Regions from separate parts of the Siniperca chuatsi genome. Here region 1 is linked to region 2. The links are chromatin contacts, called in public Hi-C maps. All regions are on one chromosome and are shown on one strand. Each heading gives the region's core, a stretch centred on a gene start, on an enhancer-like site or on the middle of the called end of the contact. The rest is flanking DNA. Distances are from core to core; before and after follow the strand shown. Region 1 overlaps zfhx4 (zinc finger homeobox protein 4). Region 2 overlaps zfhx4 (zinc finger homeobox protein 4).

The links. A called contact is a pair of places that touch in the nucleus more often than the background predicts.
Region 1: a contact with region 2 is called in a Hi-C map of liver, with 2.3 times the contacts expected there. The contact joins two enhancer-like sites. A contact is called at or near these places in 2 of 3 Hi-C or Micro-C datasets (liver and skeletal muscle).

What each region holds. Positions count from the first base shown.
Region 1 is chrLG19:12,067,602-12,071,906 of ASM2008510v1, reverse strand. The region is part of intron 6 of zfhx4 (zinc finger homeobox protein 4); the gene reads right to left. Among protein-coding and RNA genes, the nearest start is that of pex2, 48 kb to the left of the region's middle. Within about 2 kb of position 1,851, the one cell type or tissue checked has an H3K27ac peak away from gene starts, as active enhancers do. A contact at or near this core is called in liver, where this site is marked.
Region 2 is chrLG19:12,019,569-12,024,167 of ASM2008510v1, reverse strand. All of the region lies in intron 1 of zfhx4 (zinc finger homeobox protein 4), which reads right to left. Among protein-coding and RNA genes, the nearest start is that of LOC122866228, 17 kb to the right of the region's middle. Within about 2 kb of position 3,262, the one cell type or tissue checked has an H3K27ac peak away from gene starts, as active enhancers do. A contact at or near this core is called in liver, where this site is marked.

The sequences.
Region 1 (4,305 bases), core at 602-3,101, 49 kb before region 2:
CTGACAGTTACACACCACAAGAGTGTGTATGGGAGTGCGTGTGTGACCGTGTGTGTGCGCACATGTTTGAGCGTGTTTGTGTGGACGTGCGCCATTGATCAAGTGAGTGAGACAGTGACTGCATGTGTTTGCATGTGAGTTGTCATGTGCAAGAGTGTGTGTGTGTGTGTGTGCGAGAAAGAGAGCGAGAGACAGAGGGTTCTGCGGCAGGGACTCTTAACCATCAACTTAATCGCTACCAGAGGACACACAGAGCAAAACTTTCGCAGTCACCTTCGACTGCCTCTGTGCATACACACACACACACACACACACACACACACACAGGGAGTGGGTCAGGCTGTGGACGGTGTGTGATTTTGGCAGCCTGGTGGGACTCTCTTTGATGTGGGTCGGTCGGAACATTAAAGCCGGCCGGTGAGCTTGAGCTAACCACAGACCCTGGGTCCGATTACCCTGCAACCAACACCAGCCTATATTTAACAGAGGAAGAATAATTAAGTGACTCCTGATCAGGGATACAGCCAAATCAGTCTGGTTTTACATTTAACTATTAATTGGTAGCAAGTGTAACCAATTAGGTCCCTGGATGAATGACTCTCTAAATACCTCCTGAAATCCCCAAACACAACATATGTGGTTTACGTGATTTTAGAAGAAAATAATATGTTGAATTATTTCGGTACAAATTTTAGTACAAAAATATTTTACAAATGCTCATGTTACTTCGAAACATCACAGTCAAAAATAAAATAGAAAAACAAGTTTCGGACAGATAGATGCAGGATGATAGTGAGAAAGACAAACAGAAAGAGATGTTTGGAAAGAAAAAATGGAGGAATAGACATATGGGAGATGGAGACAATGGGAAAATGTTTGTGTGTGTGTGTGTGTGTGTGTGTGCCCTCTAGCTGTATAATGACCTGCTCTGAGACCACTCGCTCCCCTTCCCGTCTCCCCCAAGGGCCCATAACTGCCATGCCGGGTCATTATGTGCCCAGTGGAGGACTCAACCGTACAGCACACAACCGCAGAGCAATGCCACGCCAAGAAACTGGACACGGAGGCTCCAAAATGGCTGAATTCATTAGCTGGGCCGAGCTGCCTCTAATTTGCTTCCTTAGGGCTAGAATGGTGCTCATTAAAGGGGTAAAGGAGTAAAAAAAATCATTTTTTCCCATTATTGTTTATGGTAAATCACAGACACTATGAAAGCGGAGCATCCAGTGAAATGGTACTTGCTGCCAAAGAAAATATCATGAGAAATATATGAGAAATGCTGTAACAACTAGAATGAGAAACTCATACTGTATAGCTGTTAGGACTCTATATGCTACAATATTATCAGTGCTGTTGTGTTATATGTCTAAAAATAATAATAAAGACTAGATATGGTCTGTGTCCAGTGTATCTGTGGTAGTAATGCAGCCTTAATATTTTGTGTAACACCCATGACTGCCATGTCTCCCCCACTTAGCCATGATGTTGACGCTGATTTCTTCTTACAACTCTGGTCATGTCCCCTGTGAGACCACGTGTGCGTGTGTGTATGTGTGTGTGTGTGTGTGTGTGTGCAAGCAATAGGGGCCCTGTGATGTCACATTCCTGCGCCGCGCGTGGCTCTAGTTTGGCCTCTAGGTTTTAAAGGGGAAAGCTTTGAAACATTACACCATCCCACACAGTCACAGCCATGCGCACACGCACACACACACAGTCAAGGGCCAGTGGTAATACTGCCAGGGTAATAACCTTACAGACTTACTGATCTCCCTCCCTCCCGTTCTCTCACCCTCAAATCTTTATTTACCCTACTCTCCCTCTTTATTCTCCCTCTCTCCCTTCGTTCTCTCTGTACCTTTCCCCCCGAATTTCAGCGCGTTTAACAAGCATTTAGATCTTAACCAGATGTTGTTAATGTAGCATGTCTAAAATACTAAACATCAACCCAGCGGAGAGGGGCTACAGCTCCTGCACAGGGCCTGGGAATAACTGACACACATATGCACACACACCTGCACTCGCTCACACACACCTATACCCGAAACCCTGTGCACATAACATACATTTACTCCTACACAGCGTTCAATGTATTTCATGCACAGAGGTCCACAGCCCACATGCTAACATGTAAACACACACACACCAGTACAAGCAAACACACGTGTTTCCATCCACACGCTCCAATCCACCCACACCCACCCACTTATTGCTTAAAACACATGAGAACTTATTACACCAGCAAAAAATATCTATTGTTTCAGGTCGACTCTGAAAGCCAGACAATAGGATTGTCACATTTAATACGCTCCTGGTGTGAATGTCAATAAGTTGAACTGACAGAATAAGCTGAAAAAATGACTTTTGTGTAAAAAACGCTTGTATCAGCAGCTCCAAATTTGCTTTGTTGTTGTCAATTACGACTTCCTGAGACACTTCATTGTATTTTCTCTCACTCAAATTGCCCGCTCTGCTGTCTTGCAGGCGACTAACAAAACACCTATTACTATATTGAAAAAAGAAGAAGGAAAAAAGAAAATCATATGAATAAACATAGCCAAGATTAAAGGCTTGCATGCCTTGCTTGCTGCGCAGACAGAAACTGTTGTTTCGTGTTAAGAGGGGTTTCATTTTCAGTGCTGTGAGCACTGGGGGGGTGGGGGTGGGAGGGGGTGGGTGATGTTAATGATTCTTTAATAGCAAATACAAAAGGTTTTCACAGGACAAAAATATGGCTTCAAAAGGTTCAGTGGTGAAAAAAAAAATTGCTGCAACACCTGGCCTTATACAATCGGCTAGCACACCTACTGTACACCTCCACACGTGTGCACACACACACACAACAAACACCTGCATCTTACACAACAGCCATATTGCATTTCGGCTGTTTGAATCACCTTAGGCTGAGTAGGTGAATTGAGGAGGCGGCACGGCAAGCTTACTGAGGGATTTAGGAATAATTTGAAAAGAAGATTCCTCTCCTCTGTTTCATCTCCCCTCCATCTCTTTCTCTATTTTCAGTTTTTCCTGGTCTTTTATGATTCCTCGGTCCAATATTTATCTAGCCCCTGATTATAAACATCTGGCCGATGGGGCAGTCTGCACAGCGGCAGCCGCAAAACACACACACTCTCAGAGAGTCACACACATAGTGGAAATATCACACACGCTCACCAACGTGACCCTGTCAGGTCCAGACCGGAGGACGGAGGGAGGGGGAAACAGAAAGAGAGAGTCGGACCAGACAGAGACAGAGAGAGAACTAGGAGCTGAGGGTTAATGGCCTTCCCATCTCTGTGATAAGAATTCATTCTGTTCTATTACCAGCACTTATCTACAGAGGCTGCTGTCTTTCCCCTCTCTCTCCCTCAAAAACATACACACACACACACACACACACACACACACACACACGCACGCACAGCGAGGGTCTGAGATCGATAGATGAACCTAATGAAGAAAGCAGCTGTTTCTCGGCATACCTGCTCAACTCTATCAGCCCAACAAGATCTCCTTGCCACATTCATCTGTCTATCTATCCATCCATTTATCTATCCACCTATCTATCCATCTGTCCATCTATTTTTATATATTTTCACACAACTATCCATCCGTATACCTATCCTATCTGTTCCTCAGTGCCTCCATTTATCCCTCTATCTGTCCATCCATCACTACACTGGTAAACAAAGATACCAGCAGGATAGATATAGTTTCCAATTGACCAGAATGGTCCTTGTCATGTATTCAAGGTTTATTTATTTTCCGGGAACTAATACGAGGCAGAGAATCAGGGAATCTAATAAAATGGCTGCCATGGTTTAAGAGAATGGCTGTGTGTGTGTGTGTGTGTGTGTGTGTGTGTGTGTGTGTGTGTGTGTGTGTGTGTGTGTGTGTGTCTATGCTTAAAATAGGCCTGTGACGGGCAGTGGCCAAATGGATAATGCTTAAACAGATCTTTATCCTATTGGGCTACTGTCCCGTTTTTAGCTGCATAAAAAACATCTGCTTTCAGAGCCACCAAAAACAAGACTGTAATCTTGGATGGAAATCAAAGAAAACATTTAAGTAGATAGAAAGGACAGATTAAAATACCGTTATATGATAAGTTATGCTATTGTTGTTTTTTAAATTGGTGTGCAGTTTTCCATTTCTTAAAAATACAATTTTGAGATTTAGCACAACAAAAATGTGAATGGTCCTCATTCTAAAGAATTACACATTTATAATATTTCAGAATATAATATGATTTGTATGCATCCGGCATTCAATATATAATTCTTAGCCAGGATAATTGTGTGAATTACA
Region 2 (4,599 bases), core at 2,013-4,512:
CTTTTTCTGACAGCTGTTGTGAGTTTGCCCTCTTCTCACAAAAACCACAAGGAAAGCACAGTTGTTATTTATGTCATCATAGGCTCTTTTTCTGGTTACCGTGGGAGGGAAGAAAGAGAATGGGGGGATGAGCAATGGAGTTGAAAAGTGTACATTTTAATTGGATTTCACTACAAACAAACAACTGTCAGATGTAATTAGCGTGGTTTTAGATTAGCACCACAATATTCCTTTATCAAATAAACACCATGTCACGCAAATCCAGGGCCAGCCCGCTGAGAGGGAACCAAGATGAAATGGACCCATTACCTTACTGTTCGCTGTAGGAAGTAACTGCTATTAGATATAAAATAATAAAATATAGAAATCTAACATGTAAGATTAAAAAAAAACTTCTCACTGTGTACTTATTGTTAAATTATCAACATGAAATGAAGGTCTCTTTCTTGCTGTCTTTCTCATGTATGTGTTGCATTGCCTTTAATGTGACAACCAGGGGACCGTGGAGGTCAGTGACAAGGCAGCTGAAAACCAGAGTCAGCAATATCTCTCTTTTTATTCTCTCTCTCTCTCTCTCTCTCTCAAACACACACATGCACTCACAGATTATGCTTACAGCAAAAGCAAAGCCACATTCAAACACGTATGTGTCTTATTATTAAAATTATACATAACATACATCCTGAAAAGGGCAGGCAATCACTATGCTCTAGTCTTTTTATAAAATCTCTGCCGTTACTTTTACAATATTACAAAAAGGTGTAAGGATGAGTGTCTCCGACAAGCCAAAAGGAACACCGGACCATCCATCACCACATCTTGACACTTGTTTAGGTATTGTGTTAAGGAAGAGGTCCATTCTTCAGCCATACTTTGCTTTTTTAACAATTCCTCCAAAGCCCTCCTATATCTGCTCATCTAAGCAGGGATGAAACACGGCAAAACTCCCCTCTTTATTTAGTCTAGGGGCAGAGAGCTGATACATCAGTGAAACCGCGGACAAAACCGGCCCTGTTAATACCTACAATTTCATATACAAGAACATTCCTGTGCCTGCTCTGCTCTTCTTCTTTACTGTCACAGAAAAAAAGGAGTCTTATTTTTTTTTCTTTTTAAAAGCAAATAATTAAAGATTATTCCACAGCTGGTGCCAGGCCAGAAAAAAGAGGCAGGGTTTGAGAGGGATAGTGTTGGCTGGAGTCTCCTCGGGGGAGTTGTGGAGACACATGCTTGCTTGCCTGTATTAGATCAGACTGAGACCTACATTGGAAAAGATGTTGTTTTATAATACTGTTCACAATACATATCCCTGTAGTTACAAAATGGTCCAGAGAAATATTCATATTAATTGTGGCCAGGTGGGTGGGCATTTTGGAATTTTTTAAATCTTAAATCTCATAATTGTGAGTTTTAATAATAATAATAGAATAATTGAGAAGGTTTCCATGCAACTAAGGCTAAATTATTTGGTAAATTCATCTCATCTCTCATTACACTGTTTGTTTAAGCCCACAAGTCATGCATAATTAATTAGCCACTTATTCCCTGACAAGCCCTGCCAATGGCCTTGATATCCACATGCGATTGCCTTCAGGAATACCACATGCCAATCATGCCTCATATGAGATATACATGCATACACAGGCACATGCAGATGCTGACACACAGTAGCATACATGAACCGAAGAGAAAGTAAGGGTGACACAGATATCCTGATAAAAATACTATCATTGTTATCTTATCTATAAAGATTTTTTACTTTGTTTTATTTCCACAGATATACTATACTATCACTTTCCCTTCTTTCTCCATTTTTCCTTAAGGTCTATTGATGTGCATTTGTCCTGTGACTGGGCTCTCTGCCTTTTAAATCCCCGCCTTTGTCTTTGGCCAACAAGGAAGAGAATGTATCATTTGTCATGAGACGTCTTGTGCTATTGTGGTGTATTTTTTCTCAAACCTGGAGTAACTTAGTCATTCATCAACTTTTTTCCCCTCTTAACTCAGAGCTTGTCTTTTTAACTTCTCTTTGGATGAGGTAGTTGTGCATATATTTTTTCTGGATTTGATTTTACCTTGCCAGCTTTTACAACTATGAAAGTACTTTGTAGAGCAATCGATAAAATGTGGCATATAACCTTTTGTACTGTGCATTATTTTGTTGGTAAGTACATGAGGGACAAACCTTTCTAAAACAAAAGCCTGCTGAATGCTTTGTTGAATATGTAAGATGAGGACTTTGAGGCACTCACATGGACCTGAAGGGCTGAGCAAGTGTCCTTCATGGTGACTGCATCAAGGAGTATAGAGGACAAGCAATGTCACAGTCTGAAAGGTAAATGCAGCTTCAAGTCTACACCGAATAGATACATATGTACAGCAATAAAGTAAAAGTTTAGAAATATCAGTAAGGAGGCAGTTTCTCTTTGCTTTCGAATTGCCCAATCCCTGTTCTCCCCTCCCTACCTGACTGCCATGCCACAGAAAAGAACATCCAGAGATGCAAATGAAAGACGAGACAGAAAGCAACAGAGAACATGAGACAGAGACTCCAACAGAGATCCAAAGAGAAAGCAAATCAGTGAGACAATATGAGAGAAAGAGAGAGGCCTAATTTTTTCAACAGCCCATTTTATTTCACATAAACCTGAGAATCTTAGCCACCCCCAGGGCCCACAGGACCTCAGATCAAACAGAATGAGTCCTCGAACACACGGCCCCGATTGTTCTTTCCCCACCCTGCGAAATCCCCCCACTTCCACTTTGAAATGAAAAGAATAAACATATTATTCTAAATGAAATACCCAGACCCATGTTTTTCCATGGCTAATATCCTGTACGAGATGGCTGATGCAAAATAGGCAGGAGAGCCTGAGAACGGGATGGAGTACAGAGGGAAGAGAAAAATCCCCCTCTTTCTATTTTCCCTTAAGAGACTGATGAAGGCCTGGCGAGATGAGAGAGAGAGAGAGTGAGAGACAGACAGACATAGACATGAGAGAGTGAGAGAGAGAGAGAGAGAGAGAGAGAGACAGAGGGAGAGAGAGAGAGAGAGAGAGGGTAACGCAATCCTGACTGGCGCAGGACCAACAGCAACAAAAACATTTAGATAACCGCGCTCAATAATGAACGATTTCAATGAGGACAAAAATTACATTTCCTACAGATAACATGCCCCCTTCCCATAACAGAGCCTCGAAACCACGTCATGCTCAACAGTGGTGCACTGGAGTATTATGTTAGGGGAGGGTTGTAGTAACTATATTAGTATCCTTTTACCCCGCCAGAGACAGTACTTTACTGGTTGTAAGATAGAGTTGGCAGAGCTGAGAGAGACAGGGAGAAATATAGACCTTGTATGACAACTCTAGTTTCTAGCCTACACTAGTTTCACTGGAAAAGCAACAAATTACTCCTCAACCGACTCTGCCTGAGCTATACTGCTACCAGTAGCATGGCTCAAACGATTACCGATCTGCAATACACACTACAAGGGCCACTCAAAATAACACTCCACATACACATAACCAAGGATCGCTGCAGCACACTTGATCCTCACAGGTGGTGCAGGTCACAGCGAGAACACCATCCCCACCTTTCCCATCCACTAAGCACTCACTTCCTTTCAGTCTGTCAAGTTGCTGAGAGGGGAAGAGGCAAGAAAAGAGGAGATATAGCGTGGAAAGGAGGCAGAGAAAGAGAGAGGGAGTCTTTGTCCTCCTCCACTCAGCTCCAGCACGTTTCCTCCTCGGATCTGGCCAGCATTAGCATATGAAAGGCGAGGGAAGGCGTGCAAAAGGTCAAAGAAAGAGGATCCTGTCCAATGAGAGACAACAAAAACAGGCCACACCGGCCTTTGTGGCGTTCATGTTCTCCTCTAACCAACCTCGCACCCCTCCTCGACCCTGGATCATTTCCATACGCCAGATGCAATAGCAATGATGACGGTTGATCATAAATTACTCATAAAGTCGAGTCGGGTCATATGGAAGTCACGGTGGCAATTTTAAGCTGCGTCACCACCCTTGTACCCCCTCCTACCACTACCACCAGAGCTCACACACATGCAGGCATTCACATAAAACACACCTGCCTCGCAATTCCACAATTCCCTCTACCCAGACGGTATCCGACCAAATCCTTAGCAAACATCTCAACAAAGGAAAAAGTAAGAACAGTGTAGTTTGATTTGATCCATGAAAGCCGCTCCCTTCCTTCCATGTAAATGCTACCTGAGCCACATCCATCCACTACATAATTGCACACTTCAGTGCTTTAGGGATGCAGTTTAGTATATACATGGAGGCTTAGGGAGCCCAGAGTTTCCCAGTATCCACAGTTACTCTATTATCATACATATTGCCTCACATGACAGGTTCCATCTGCTGGCATCCGAACAAACAGCCAAAAACACCAGCCTGGTGTTTCCGGGTCCTCTCCAGCAAACACAGTCCTCTACCGGCAACAGTGGTCAGAGACAGAGGGCCTGTTGGGGAGAAACGGAAGAGAGGGAGGGAGAGAGAGAAGAGGGGTAGAGCATTTCATCTCTCTTTCATCTCTGTCACCCAGTCAAGCGTTCAATGCCCCATTCAGCGCCTG